Linked DNA regions of Sus scrofa: region 1 is linked to region 2. Evidence: chromatin contacts called from public Hi-C data. All regions are on one chromosome and are shown on one strand. Each heading gives the region's core, a stretch centred on a gene start, on an enhancer-like site or on the middle of the called end of the contact. The rest is flanking DNA. Distances are from core to core; before and after follow the strand shown.

The links. Hi-C and Micro-C count contacts between places; a contact is called where the count stands out from the background.
Region 1: a Hi-C map of embryonic fibroblasts shows a contact between it and region 2, with 2.5 times the contacts expected there. The contact joins the enhancer-like site here to the promoter of SMTN in region 2. A contact is called at or near these places in 12 of 47 Hi-C or Micro-C datasets (alveolar macrophages, brain, embryonic fibroblasts and 6 more) and 2 of 2 datasets of contacts at active chromatin or transcription factors (alveolar macrophages and skeletal muscle).

The regions. Positions count from the first base shown.
Region 1 is chr14:47,770,592-47,777,903 of Sscrofa11.1, reverse strand. MORC2 (MORC family CW-type zinc finger protein 2) reads left to right here. Exons shown (of 26, transcript XM_005670853.3): 6 at 1,261-1,369; 7 at 5,419-5,578; 8 at 5,698-5,809; 9 at 6,271-6,396; 10 at 6,942-7,021. Among named protein-coding and RNA genes, the nearest start is that of MORC2, 26 kb to the left of the region's middle. Within about 2 kb of position 5,028, at least 4 of the 83 cell types and tissues checked have an H3K27ac peak or open chromatin away from gene starts, as enhancers often do. A contact at or near this core is called in embryonic fibroblasts, where this site is marked.
Region 2 is chr14:47,877,367-47,884,558 of Sscrofa11.1, reverse strand. It overlaps SMTN (smoothelin), which reads right to left and starts at 5,242. Exons shown (of 23, transcript NM_001244360.1): 1 at 5,105-5,242; 2 at 3,225-3,355. The coding sequence starts at 3,275.

The DNA.
Region 1 (7,312 bases), core at 3,779-6,278, 110 kb after region 2:
AGTGAGGTGGCATTTTGGAGTTGTTATTTACCCCCAAGCTCAGGATCTAAGACAGAAGAGGCACAAAATGAGAGGTTTTGCCAAATTAGAGCAAGAGCAAACTTTGACAGAAGGCAAACTAATGTGCCTCCTTCTGCCATCAGAGAGTTTCTGGGAGACAGGAGGAGGACTCTGGGGTTGTCGGGGGGCATGGCCAGCACCTCAGGAACTGGAGGAGGAGCATTGGAACTTGGCACCCTCCAGGACCTCTGGACAGTGTCCTGGAGTTTTCCTGAGCATTTGGGGAAGTGGTCCATGGCATGCATTTGTGTGCTTCGCATGCTGGCCTGGTTTGCATTTGTACCTAGAAGACAGTAATACTGCTTCCTGCTGCCATCACCTCCTGGGGTGTTAGGAGGACTAATGAGGTAATGGCCATAAAGCCAGAAGCTGCTCTGAAGATGGGAACTTAACAGCCCCTTGTTCAAGGGTTGCTCCTCCCATTGGTGCTTCATGCTGTTGCTCAATCCTGGAAGGGCCTGTTCTTGCCTGCTTCTTGGAAGGGTTAATGTGGCCAAACAGAGGAAGGAGCAGTGATTCCATTCAGACTTTTGCCTTGTAGAAGTCAACTTCAACACACATTTCTCAGAAACCAGTTGCATCTTAAAGCAGGGACCTGTGGCATGCTGAGTTGAGATGGCAGAATAGCTCTGAGCCACACGATGGCTGTGATTACAGTGTATGACCAGGCGTAGGTTTCTTGGAACTGTAACCAGGAGTGGTATTTTGTCTGCTTAGCCCAGTGTTTGGCTGAGGCTTAGGGTCATCCTGTTTCTTTGAGGACTGGTGAGCATAGGCAGTGGGCCATACCCTTGATGGTGCTGCCGTTTCCTGGGTGGATGCAAGGGGAGTTTGTGTCAGTGAAGGAAGGACAGGATGAGACTGGGTGTGCTCAAGATGGAAGGTGACGTGTTGAAGGTGTTGCTAGATTGTTATTCATCATGTCCTGGGATGAACCAGCAGGCTGGGGTGAGACTAACCTGGGGCTGATGCTCGGTGGTGAGAGAGCCCTGAATGGTGGGTACATGTGGTCAAGAATGTGGTAAGCAAAGACTGAGGCCAATGGAAGAGCAGGAGGAGGAGGGGAGGAGAGGGAGCAAGGGTTGTGGGACCTGGGAGGCCTTTAGGTCAGTTTTACCACGTTCAGAGGGTGGATTTGCTCCCTTTCCAGATGAGTTTTTGAATCCCTGGGAGAATAACCCATTTCTGCTTCCCTTTCAGGGGCTCAATGCGCATTGGGAAGGATTTTATCCTTTTCACCAAGAAGGAAGACACTATGACCTGCCTCTTCTTGTCTCGAACCTTTCATGAGGAGGAAGGCATTGATGAAGTAGGTCCTATCCTTGTGCTCACTTCCTGGTTGTGCCAGGTCCTTTTCATAGGTCATTTGTATGCTTGGAAAATCCAATAATGGGGTTGCAGGACTGCAGCCATGCTACCTGTTGCAGTATTAGCTGTAGGTTGGAGGAATTGGTTGAGGGGTTAAGGCAGGCATCTTAATGTGAGAGGAGGTAAAATCTCACAGCTTCAGAGAATTGCTGTCCTGGTTGTGAGAGTGAGGCTATCAAGTGGCAGGAGCCAAGGTTGGATTTGTAGCTCTCCTGGATCTGCAGCTTGAATTCAGTCGGGGAGTCGATGGAGGGCTATTCTATCAGGGGGAGTATTGGGGGCTTCCCTGACTTTGGGGGGAGACGCATCTGGTGATAATAATAGGAACAGCACTATCTTTCCCATATGATGGTGATTTTGTGGAACATGCCGGGAGCATGTTTTGCTGTTGGAGTCTGATACCTACAAGGCCTGGGCAGGTAGTAAAGTAGGTGGAAAAACCCATGTAAATTCTTCACCAAGCGGCAGCCCCAACTAACCATTATTATTCTGGAAGGACAGCCTAATGACTCTAGAATATTTTGATTTTGAAACCTTTATTAATTATGTGAGCTAAACACATACGCAACTGATTGATTCTCTTTGGGCCTGGTGGCTCATATCTACAGAGCTGGTCTGGTGAGGTCTGTGCCTCCTCATGGGGGATCAGGGAAGGCCTTGGTCTGCCCAGCCTCAGAGAGGACTCTTAGCTCCTTTCATGTGAGTGAAATGGAGGCCAGAGCTTGCGAGAGAGGTTGAGAGGATCTGCAGGAAGAAATCACAGCTGTCTTGTTAAATGGGTGAAGTGGGGTTAAAGTTTCAATCTAATTCGTCTGCGTTGTTTGGCTGCAATTAAATTGGTACTGGCCTGGAGTTCTCATTGTGGTTCAGCAGGTTAAAAACATGACTAGTATCAGAGGTTGCAGGTTCAATCCCTGGCCTCGCTCAGTGGGTTGAGGATCCAGTGTTGCTGCACGCTATGGCATAGGTTGCAGATGTAGCTCAGATCCAGTTTTTCTATAACTGTAGTGTAGGCTGAAGCTGCAAGCTCTGATTCACCCTAGCTTGGGAACTTCCTATATGCCTCAGGTGTGACTGTAAAAAGAAAAAAGAAAGAAAAGAAAAGTAAACTGGTGCTGGCCTTGTTTAGATGTGCATTCTTAGCAGATCAGTTCATGTTGGGAATGAAAACCTTTCTTTCTGCCGTCTTTACTTGGTAAGCAGGTGGATTTGCTTGCCTTTTTGGTAGAGTGAGAGAAGTGCTCCAGCCAGACGGTCTCCCGGGAAAGGGGGCAGGAAGATTTAGTCCCTGCCTGGGTTTTCAGAAATGTTTCCTGATGGACCTAGGGTAGTGAGAGGAGGGGTGGACATTATTAGAAATGGCCATGAGAGCTGGTGGGGGCTGTGGGGAAGGACTTGGGCACAGGGGCAACCTGATGAGAGGTGGTGTCCTCTGTAGATCAGGAAAGGCAGGTCAGGTCAGGCTTGGGCTCAGGGCTGCGGGGGTGGGGGGGTGGTGGTGAGGGATTTTATTGAAAGCAGCTACTAAAGAGATTAAACAAGGGTGTGGCATTATCAGATTCTCTTTGAAAAAGATCAGTTTGGTTCTTGTGCAGTGGTTGGATTGGAAAGGTTGGGTGGGGGATGTATGCTGTGTGTGGCCTGGCCTGATGTGCAGCTGGGAGTGAGAGGAACAGGAGTGGCCTTCACCTCTTGGGACCACAGGTTTGGTGTTTAGTCAGTGAAGAGGGGAAGGGAGGGGTCTTAGATGACTGAGGTTTTGGGATGGCAGGTGGGGTAAGCAGCCCATCTGGACCTGGGGAGAATGGAAAAGGGGCTAGTTTGGAGGGGAAGTATGTAACTTTGGCCCTGAAAACATAAAGTTAAGGCTGGGTCTGGAGCTGGGGGAAGGCTTGGGGACCTGGGGGTTCTTTGTAGCAAATGGACTCTCCTAAAAGAGCATGTGGGGTGAGAAAGGGTCCTAGGGTTTTGGGTGCCCACATGTAAAGGCTGGCGAGGTGGGGAAGCACCAAAGGAGGTGGCCTGGCCAGAAGGGTGGGAGGTAAACAAGGGGAGCAGTAACAATGAAAGTAAAGAAGTGCCCCCTGGCGGGGTGCTGCCAGATGAAATGCATGCCCACAGGTTGAAGTGGTGCCATTGTCACCTGGAACTGCTATGGAGAACAGGAGGTGTAGCGTGAGGCACACATTTATAGAACACAAATGGAACTCAATTCCCCTGGTGAAAAAGCTAGGTTGAAATTTTTTCCTTACTTGGTGCTAGAAGGTCACTGTTTTGGATTGTACTCTAGTGTGAACCCAGCCAAGATTTCAAAATAAGATCATTTTCTGCTGGATAGGAATGTATCCAAACTAACCCCAGGGCCAAATACTATAGGCACAAAGCTTCTTAGAAACCAGGGAAGTGTCTCAGAATGCTTGGAGCGTTTATCACTCCAGCACCTGTTAAAATAGAGTCTCCTTTTCCTTAGGGTGGGCTGCCTGTTGTGAAACCTCTGAGGTGCCTGGGCTGGTTTGCTCTGCAGAGGGACTCCCAGGCCACGAGTGGGGGAGGGGAGGGGTGCAAGTGGGGCCTCTGAGGAAGTGGCCTTTAAGGTGGGGTTTTTGAAGAATGGGTAGGATTTTTTAAAAGTTTACTTAGACATAAGATTAAATTTCATATATATGGGAGAGGATATTATAATCTGTACAGTTGAGCGAATATAAAGCAAACATCCATGTAGCCACTAGTTGTATTCCTCGCTGCACCTCCGAGGGAACCTCCTTGATGATGACCGTTTCCTTGTTTTTCTTTATATTTGTGTGATTCGTGTATGCGTTCTTGAGTAGTTTAGTTTTGCCTACTTAAGAATTTTATGTAAATGGACTCATGTGTGGGCTTTTTTTTTTTTGTCTTTTTGCCTTTTCTTGAGCCGCTCCCACGGCATATGGAGGTTCCCAGGCTAGGGGTTGAATCAGAACTGTAGCCACCGGCCTACGCCAGAGCCACAGTAACGGGGGATCCGAGCCTCGTCTGCAACCTACACCACAGCTCACGGCAACGCTGGATTCTTAACCCACTGAGCAAGGGCAGGGATCGAACCTGCAACCTCATGGTTCCTAGTTGGATTCGTTAACCACTGCGCCACGACGGGAACTCCGGATTTTATTTTTTAATTTTTAATTTTTTTTTTAATTTATTTTCTTCTCGGGGGTGGGGGTGGGCGCCCACCCGAGGTATGGAGGTTCCCAGGCCAGGGGTCGAATCAGAGCTGAGCTGCTAGCCTGTGCCACAGTCACAGCAACACCAGGTCTGAGCCCATCAGCGACCTACATCACAGTTCACGGCAATGCCAGATCCTTACCCACTGAGCAAAGTCTGATATCAAACCTATGTCCTCACTGATGCTAGTCACATTTATTTCCACTGAGCCACAACAGGAAATCTTGAGGGATTTTTTTTTTTTAAATCTGGCTGCTTTCATGAAATATTGTGAGAGTCATTTGTGTGGATGCTAATGGCTCTTATTTTGTTCATTTTCATCACTGCACAGTGTTGCATTGTAATACCTACACTAATAGTTTAATTTTTCCACTCTGTCATGGGTATTTGTATTCTTACATGTTTGTCGGTAAGTATGTGCAAGTTTCTCCTGGAATATATACTTGGGAGTGGAATAGCTGAGTCATAAGTTATGTTCGTGTGTGTCTTCAGATTCACTAGATAATTGCAAATATATTTTCCTTAGTGGGAGAGTAGAATTATTACCAAATTGGGAAAATGACCAGGGGCATCCCAAGCAGGAAACTGCTCATGCAGAGATTTCCAGGCCAAAACCTAGCATACTTCAGAGGACCTAGCCATCTGAGGTTGACTCTTGGGAAGGGGTGGAAGCCATAGAGCCTCTGGGGCAGTGTGGAGCCACTGTGGGGAGGGACAGGATGGATGCACATTTTGGGGAAGGCTGTTCTGGGGCCTCCTTCAAAGCATCTGCCTGTGCTTCCTCCAAAGGTGATAGTCCCATTGCCTACCTGGAATGCTCGGACCCGGGAACCTGTCACAGACAACGTGGAGAAGTTTGCCATTGAGACAGAACTCATCTACAAGTACTCTCCCTTCCGCAATGAAGAGGAAGTGATGGCTCAGTTCATGAAGATTCCTGGGGACAGCGGTAAGGAGGCTTTTTATCCCGCAGACCTAGAATCTGGGCACTCCAGAGCCATGAATGGTATGGGGATTGGCTGGGGGTACCTGGAAGAACGAAAGCATGATTTTTGTTTGATGTTTTAGGAACGCTGGTCATCATCTTCAACCTCAAACTCATGGATAACGGAGAGCCAGAGCTAGACATAATCTCAAATCCAAGAGATATCCAGATGGCAGAGACCTCCCCGGAGGGCACGTGAGTGTAGCTGGGAGCGGAGAAAAGGGAGGTGACTTGAGGGACAGAGGGGCAAGCTGGTTCCCTGAATTCCTCAGTTGGTGAAGCTGAGAACCCCACTCTTCGTGCCACAAAGCAGAAGGGATGAATGGAAGGATAGCAGGTCCTCAGCTAATCCAGATGGAAAGACTCATGAGCCCTTGCCTCAGCCCCTTAAGTAAACAGAGGAGGAGAGTGAGGCCTGGAGCCAGAGGAGGGATTCTCAGGTCTGGTGGGGCAGCTGTGGGACCAGGTCTGGTGTCTTTACCGGGGACATGAGGAGGTAGGGTATGGTGCCCACACAGAGGAAGCACCCCTCAGGGCAGCAAGGGAAGCCAAGGTGGGAGATGGAAAGGTGGAGGGCCTGCAGAGAGGCGGTCCAACTGGACCCTTGGTTGGGCCAGTGGTGGGGCGGGCCACAGCACCTCTCCCCGCCGCCCCAGGAAGCCAGAGCGCCGCTCCTTCCGTGCCTATGCTGCCGTGCTCTACATTGATCCCCGGATGAGGATCTTCATCCACGGGCACAAGGTCCAGACCAAGAGGCTCTCCTGCTGCTTGTACAAGCCCAGGTAGGCCTTCTGTTTCCCTTGGGCCAAGCAAGGATAGGCCCTGGCTGCTTGTCTCGGGGGCAGAGTTGGAGTGATGACAGATAAGAGTCTCCAACAATGTTGACTGCTTTTGCACCTTTAAGTTGTTTGTGATTTACTATGGACAAACTAGTGGGTCTGCGGGAGGGATGGAGGTGGCTGATGGCTATGGAGGTTGGCTGCTGAGGCTTGTTCAGTTTGCCTCCTGTGAGATGGAGGGTCCCAGCCTGGCACAGTGAGCTGTCTGAGTCTCTCAGCTGCACGGCCAGGGGATCTTTAGACACCACCCAGGAAAGCAGGGGCACTGGCTGGTTGCTGAGGTTGGTTTCTACTGTGGGATCAATAACACACCGGGTGAGTAGTGAAGTTGCTTTTCAGAGGTGGAGCAGGAGGCAAGGGGCAAGTGGATTAGGGATTTGAGTCTTTTTGCTAAAGTAAGCTTGTCTTTGAGTCATCAAGAAGGGCCAGAACAGTTGCTACCATGCCTCCCTGCTGCTCAGGTTACTTCCCCCCACCCCAACCCCCAGGATGTACAAGTACACGTCAAGCCGGTTCAAGACACGTGCAGAGCAGGAGGTGAAGAAAGCTGAGCACGTGGCACGGATTGGTAATAATCCCCCTGGGCAGGAGGGCTTGGCGGGGGTGGGGGTGGGGGGGGTCATCTGGGGAACATCGCTTGTGGCAAAAGCAGGATCCAGGCCAGAGCTCCATCCAGCATGCAGGGGTATAGAAACTTCATATGGAAGTTTGATCCAATTCCCTTGCACCCCTCCCTCTGAGTTCCAGTCCCCTCAGCAGTTTTTCTCCCCAGACTCCTCCAGCCATTTATAGGCTCTTATCTAAAGCAAAGTCTGTCTCTCTGAAGACTCCCACACTGTCCTCTGGCACAAATACTTGT
Region 2 (7,192 bases), core at 3,993-6,492:
TGGGTGGGGATGGGGGCAGTGACTTAAGGTCCCCCCTGCTTGGTTTCAGCTAGCAGGGAGGGGAGAGAGAGAAATGAAGGTAAGTGAGGACAAGATACCAAGAGGCATTTGAAACATTTACTGAGAACTTGTGTGCCAGATCCTGCGCTGAGCCGCCCAACTTGTCCAAACCTCACGGAAGCCCCAGGCACTTTATTTCTCTCATTTGACAGAGGAGGAAACTGAGACTCAAGGATTTGCTTAGGGTCAAATGATCTGAGCCAGGATTCGAACACAGAGCTCTGTGACTCTGCAGCCTAGAGGACCCTGGTACTATATCAAGGACCCCTCTAGCCTGGACTAGAGATGCCCTGGGGCTGAAGAGGGCCTATAATAGCAGAGGGGGCAAAATGAGACTCACTTTCTCACCCTCAGTCCTGGCCTTGCTGCAGGCCCAGAGCCCTCTGCAGTACACTTGGAGACTGGGGACCTGAGGGAACAGCTGGTCTAGCCCCTCCTAAACAGAGGGTAAAGAAGTTCAGAGATGCAATAACGAGCCCTTTGTCTCCTGGGTTTCCCTTCTTAACCCTCTGGGCTCTATAGAGACGGGGTTCTTGTCCTTGAAGAAGCCTGATGTGGGAACTTGGTTACTTCTGTGACCACTGGGATCCTCAGTGTCCCCATCTGGAAAATTGGAGCCTTTGTCTGATCCCCCCACGTGGGTGTGGCAGGGCTGGGGAATGGACACCCTCATTCCACTGGTCACCCTCCAGCATTACCCTTCCCTTTAGGCCTAGAGACAAAGGTCCACCCACAGTGTTCCTGCTGTGTGTCCTGTGTTCTCCGCCCTCTCAGGCCCCAACGTCCTGAGTGGAGGGGGCTGTGGGAGGGAGGGAAGGAAGTACAAAGCGCCATTGTCCACCGGGGGAAAGGGAAGGGGATGGGGCGGTTTCCGAAACTGCCCAGTGAAATTCTCCTGGGAGGAAAGCGGGCGCTTCCTCCTCCCGGGGGGCCGGGTCTCTGAGTACTTTGTACCCGCCCTGCTGGGGTCTGACAGGCCCTGGTGGCGTCTCCTTGAGCCTCGCTCTCCCCACCGGCACCATGGAGGAGACTTTCCAGTCATTTGCTCAGTCCCACCTCCTCCAGTTAACCCGAGGGGAACCAGCGGGCAGTGGAGCGAGGCCTCGCCAGGGGGCGCTGAAGGCCCGCGGGCCCCACAACCGCCGGCCCCTCCCCACCCCATACACTCAGGGCACCGCCCACGCCTCTCCCAATCAGCCCAGCACTAAGGCGCCCAGCTTGGAGCTGGCCAGACAGGAAGTCCCCCGATACCGCCTGCTTTAACATCCCCGGCTACAGAGAGGAAACCCAGGTTCACAGACAAGCAGCTTCCGCAGGTCACCCAGCTAGTGAGTGTCAGAGTTCCATCTCAAAGCCGGGACGAAGGCGGAGGGCGTCCGGATATGTGCTGGAGGGGCACGTGGCATTTCGTGTCCCCAGGTACCCCCATCCCGCGCAGTCCCCTCCCAGTTCTCAGGAATGTGCAGCACCCAAGGCTGGGAACCCGTCCTGGGGTCTCCAAATCAGTCAGACGCTGGGACGAGGGTTAACTTGCCCTTATAAGGCTCGGCCCTGCGGGGAGGAGCCCAGCTCGGGACTCCCCCGTTCCTGCCACGAGGCCAGCGCGCGGGGCGGGACTCTCAGCAGTTCTGGGGCGCAGTAATGGCGGGCGCCTGGCGGTGGAGGACCCGAATGGAATGGAAGAGACCTCGAGGGGCTTCGGGGTCCCGAGACGAGGTGCGAGGTCTCTCTAGTCCTTGCCCAGGCAGGGGGCCGGACGTGGGTGGACTACAGCCAAGGCCTCCGCGTCTCTGAAACCCTTTTCTAGCGCTCAAACTCGCATGGGGTGGGGGGTGGCGGCTCGAGAACCCTGAGACTCAGAGTAGACCTCTAGGGAAGGGCATGCGCGGAGACTTGGCTTTCTCTCTGCTACCCACATTAGGATTCTAACTTCGTAATGGGAGATTGAGCCCATGTGGTGGGAACCTTTGGAAACCCAACTCATCTCCTTCAGGCTGCACACAGCCGCCTCTGGCAGTGGCAGACACCTGGAGTCTACGGTGCTGTCCGAAGACCCAGAGACCGAGTGTCCTGGGTAGACGATGCCAGTGTCTGGGAGCTGTACAGTGGCTGGGCTGAGCTGGCTGGCTCTGGCTCCTGCCTCCAGAGGAGTGGTATGGGGGTGGGGTGTGTCATTTGCTTTCTCCGAGGGAAGGTAAATCTTTAATTTTCCCCCTGGACAAGGGTCAGGGGCTGGGGGGGTGGGGCTCTGGTCCCTCCTCCAGTTCAGGTGTTTCCTTCCTTGGCTGGTGGGAACATGCCTGCCCTGCTATGCTGCCGCACAGCCACTCTGCATGGGGCCGGGAGTAGGGGTGGGGGGAGTGGGGGTGTCAAGAAGAAGCTGGGGAAAGGGGATAGAGTGGGCCCATCCTTATTCGACCCCAAGATCTGGGTCCATACGTCATTTCATCCCCATGCCGAATATAGGACCTAGATATATTCACACATTCTCCCACCTCCCATGTTACAGGTAAAGAAACTCAGGCTCTGAGTAGGAAAGTGACAGATTAGAAGTCACAGAGTTCATAAGGGCCCCCCAAACCAGTCTCTGTGGGATCTTCTGGCCCTGACTTATCCAGTCTCTTGGTCCCCCGTGACCCCATTTGTTTGGATCCTGGCACACCCTTTTCCTAGCTGGGTGCCCCAGATGATTTCACCTCTCTGAGCCACAGTGTCCTCCTGACTCTTGGAGCTGCTGTGACCATTCTGTGAGATGGTGTGCTTAGTGCCCAGCCAGCTCCCTACTGTGCCCTGGCTTATTAATCATTGCTGCTACTGTTATCAGTGGGTCAGCCTCCAGGGGTGGGTACTGCCCAGACTATTGCATGGGAGAAGCAAATCCAGCCTCCTCACACCTGTAACTGCACATGGGTGAGTCCTCACCAGTTACTATTTAAACAGGTGGTGGCAGTGGGGGGCTGGGAGGGACAAGGCCTCAGCACCTGGCATGGACAGGCACATGCCATCAGGGCCCCTGCATCAGCCATGCGGAACATGTTCCCCTGAGCCCTCCTCCTGCCCCTTCCCCCATCACCTCCTCCTGTCAGCTGAGAGGTATCCTGGACAGGCCCTGTCTCTCTGGCCTGGCTTGCCTGTCCTCATATAGGGATGATGGGACGACTTACCAGCTTCCGCAGGGCTCCCTCATCCAGCCCAGCTAAGGTTTCGTCCGCCATCTTGGTGGCCCCTAGCTCCGTCCGTCCTCTCCTGGTGAGTTCCCCAGTGCTTGTGGCACCTGACACCAGCTCAGGGAATTCTGCAGGGGACAGACATGAATCAGGCCTGCTGGGGCCTCTAGAAACTACAGGGACTTGGGCTCTGTGCCTCAGTTTCTCCCTCTAACCCCTGATCATCCATTAGTGTCCAATCCTTGTTATCTGTGATGTGGCGCCTGGTGGGTGGTGCCCTCTGCCCTAAGGTAATGTGCTGAAAACTCAACATACCAAGAGTAAGGATCTCTGGTTCCGGCCCAGCCAACTCCACTGCTAGCCTGCTGTGTGGCCTTAAGCTTGGCCCTTGCCATGTCTAAACATCAAAGAGGGAGGGTAGGGACCTGGATTGTGAAGCCAGGGCCCAACAAGGACTACCCAAGCTGTCCTTATCACCAGGGGGGTGCCTGCCAGTCTCCACAGCTTCCTACCCCAGCCACCCATCCCCAGGGCCTGCTCAGCCTCTACTCACCTCAAAAGCTCTGCCTCTGGCTATAGGCTAAGCCTTTCTGAGCCCTTGCAGCCTTTGCCACTCTCATTCCCTCTGGTAACTTAAGCCATTGGTGGTAACACTCAGTCTTCCAATTCTTGAGGACGGCCCTCTGTGCACATCCCCTTCCACTCCTCCCCTTCCTGCCCTCCTCCTGATGCCAACTGCCCTGACCTCATGAAGCCAGGTGTCCAGGAACCTAGCTCCTGCCAGTTCACACACTTAGGATTCAGTTCCCCGGCTGGAAGAGCCTTCAGAAACTGATCCGTCCAGCTCCTGGATGAGGCAAACAGGACTGGAGAGGGCCAGAGAATTGTCATGGGGGAAGGAGGATCCCAAAAACCCAGAGGAGAGGGAATGGATTTAATCTTGGTCACCTCTAGCTTCTGAAGTCCTCTTCCAAAGTACCTTCAGGGGCTCCGGACACTCCCTTTTGCCCTACCACTGCCTATCAAAACGGCCCCCTAAATCCTGGCCCACCCTCCCACTGCAGCACTTTCCTTCCTCCCGCAGCGCTAATGTCTTTCTGGAATTTGAGAGCTCATAGCCTGACACACATGGTAGGTGCTCAGTTAATGTATGGTGACTGAAATGGCCCCAGGATTGCCCCTGTTCCTGTTGATTCATCCCTCAGTCATCTCTTCCCCCTCCCCAGAACAGTCACAGTCACTGGTCGAGTCACTTCATCCGGTGAACGGGTTTGGGGGGTCCTGGTACACACAGTTGGGGTTCATCAGACCCTACCTGTTCAAGTCACTGCTTGCTTTTCCCATCCCTGTGGGCTAGGACAGGTGGCAGCCTCCCTCTGCTGGGGTCCTTAACTCTTCTCTACCTACTCTGGTGTAAACTCCCAAGAGCGTCACTCTGCAATCACCTGGCTTAGGTTCTGTGGACACTTTGAGTTCCCTTAAGTCTTCTGAGGGGCAGGGGTCCCTAATGCATAATCTAGGACTCCCAAGGAAGTCCCTTCCTCGCCAGGGATTCCTGTCGCTGTTCCTTTCCAGTTCCAGGGCTCCCTGTCCCAGTATGGGGTTCCCGAAGATTGTGAGGAGACTTGGGGGAATGTGGGCGCTTCCCCAGGGTTTCTGGCCCCAAGACTTGCACCCCTCGGGGTCGTGGAGCCTTCTGGTGGCCCATGGACGTCCTTCCCCGCGGTCTCAGAACCTTATTCCATGGCTTAGAGACCCCGTGTGTAAGCGGGGTCTCCCAGGTCTGGGAGTCCCAGAACCCCGGGAATCCACATATCCAGGTTCCACCCCCGGACCTGGCGGGGGTCTTGGTCCTGCCCGAAGGTCCGTACACTCACCTCTCAGCCCGGCCCGCCCGTCCGGCGCGGGCTCAGGTTAGGTCTTTTGGTATCCAACAGATGGACTAGGAGCGGTCAGGCGGAAGGCGCCGCGACCGGGATCCCAGACCCGCTCAGCAACCGTCCCTGGGATTCTGCAAGCGCCGCCCGTCCAGCCGCGCCAGCAGCCCTGCCGGCCCCGCCCCGCGCCGCAGCGCTAGCCAATCATCGGGAGGGTCCCGCCCACCCTCTTGCCCCATTGGAAAGATTCAATTTTGACGGTCACGCCCCTAGTGAGGGCCCGCCCCTCGAGGGCCTGAGTTATAGAGGATTGCTGTCTTGGGGACACTGCTAGCGCGGTTTTGGCGGGTCCGGTGGGCGTCGGCAGGAGGACGCAGCTTTGAACCAAAGTCGGGGAGGGCACCCAAAGCCGGGTTAAGTGGTCTGGGATCGTACTATTTGCGGAGCCTTCAGGACAGCCTCTCTCCGCCCTCCTCTTTGTTCGTGAGACCCCGTCCACTCCCTTGACTCCGCCTCCTCCTCGCGTCAGTGCAGGGCTTGGCCGCAGTCCCTAGACTGTTTTCTTTTGGAACACCTGGTCGGGACCCTCTCAGATCAGGGACTTGACCCTTCTTTGGAGCACCTCAGGGACCACCTCAAGTGGAGCAGGATCAACCACACAACACCCCTTCCCCAGACCATACAATATGAGCAGACATTGACCTCAACTACATTGCTGCTTCTCCCCTCCAAGACCCTTGGGGTTGGCCCCTTGCCTCGCTGGAGTTTTACATAGGTAATATTGAGTCCAGAATCTCATTCAACAAATGGAGGAAATTGAGGCCGAGAGAGCAGCATGCCAAAGACAGCACAAGCAGTCAGCCAGGGGACCCAAGAGCTCAGATCCACTGGGGAAACCACTTCATTCTCCGTGCTAGAGGTCAGGGCACGTCCCACAGGTGTCCATGGAAACCAAAGGGAGTTGGAACCTGGGAGTCCTGTCTATCAAATAATAACAGTAATAGTATCAACTAATTTATTTCATACTTGCCATGTTCCAGGTGTGTACACACACATATATGGATTATCAACTGTCCCGTTTAACAGTTAAGGACAACAACTAATAGGTTGTGGAACTGTGACTTATACCAGCACCTTTCATTTTAGAATCTGTGCTTTTAACCTTTATGATGTGGGATTGTGGAGGAAGTCGTTTCAGGATGTTGCCCCAGCAGAGCCCCTCAACCCTGTGTCCAGATTCTCTGTGATCACTCACCACCTCACCTCACCACCATCCAGGGGGAGGGCCAGTATCCACCCTGAGACTCTTTTAAGGGTGATATCTTATTTCATCCCTGCGTCCTGGAGGTAGTCCTGTTTTACACATGAGAAAACCATGGTGAAGCAAGGGAAGAGACTTCTTAAGGTCACACAGGAGGAAGAGCAAACAGAGCCCAATTTAGGAGCTGTAGTTCAAGGTCCCCTTCCTCTGGGCAGACCCCATCTGGGCCCTCTCTACTTGACCTAGATACCATCCTATTCTCCAGAAGGAGAGTCAGTGCCTTCCAAAGCCAGCTTGGTCCTGTTCAAACCTAGCGGGCCATCTGAATGGCCCCTTGGGGCTGGGCACACTTAGGCCACCTGAGTGGCAGCTGATGGCTCCAATGAATGGCCTGCTTTGGCTAGCTCTGCACTCCCTCCCACCCCCATACAGCTGGAGGGGAACTGCGCAGGACTCTGCTTGGGACTAGCACATACTGGTTCTTGGTGGTACTGAAGATAAGCATGGGTCCCGTCCCTCTGTCAAGCCCTCAGGGCTGGGGTCCTACTCCATACCTTTTGGCCTTCCCCTCCTATCTGAAAGGGGCAGGGTGGGATGGTGGTGAAACAAAGATCAAAGGTGCCGGAGAAGCTTGCAGCCACATCACAGGAAGGAACAAACATCCTGTGAGGACAGTCCTGGTGTTTACTGAGCACCTGTTGCAAGTCCGACTCGGGGTTTGCCCCATTGCAGATTGACACTGTGAAAGATAAGTATCACCCAGATTCTCCAGAGGAGGAAGCTGAGGCTCAGGGAGGTGAAGGCACCTGGGCTGGTAATGGCATTAA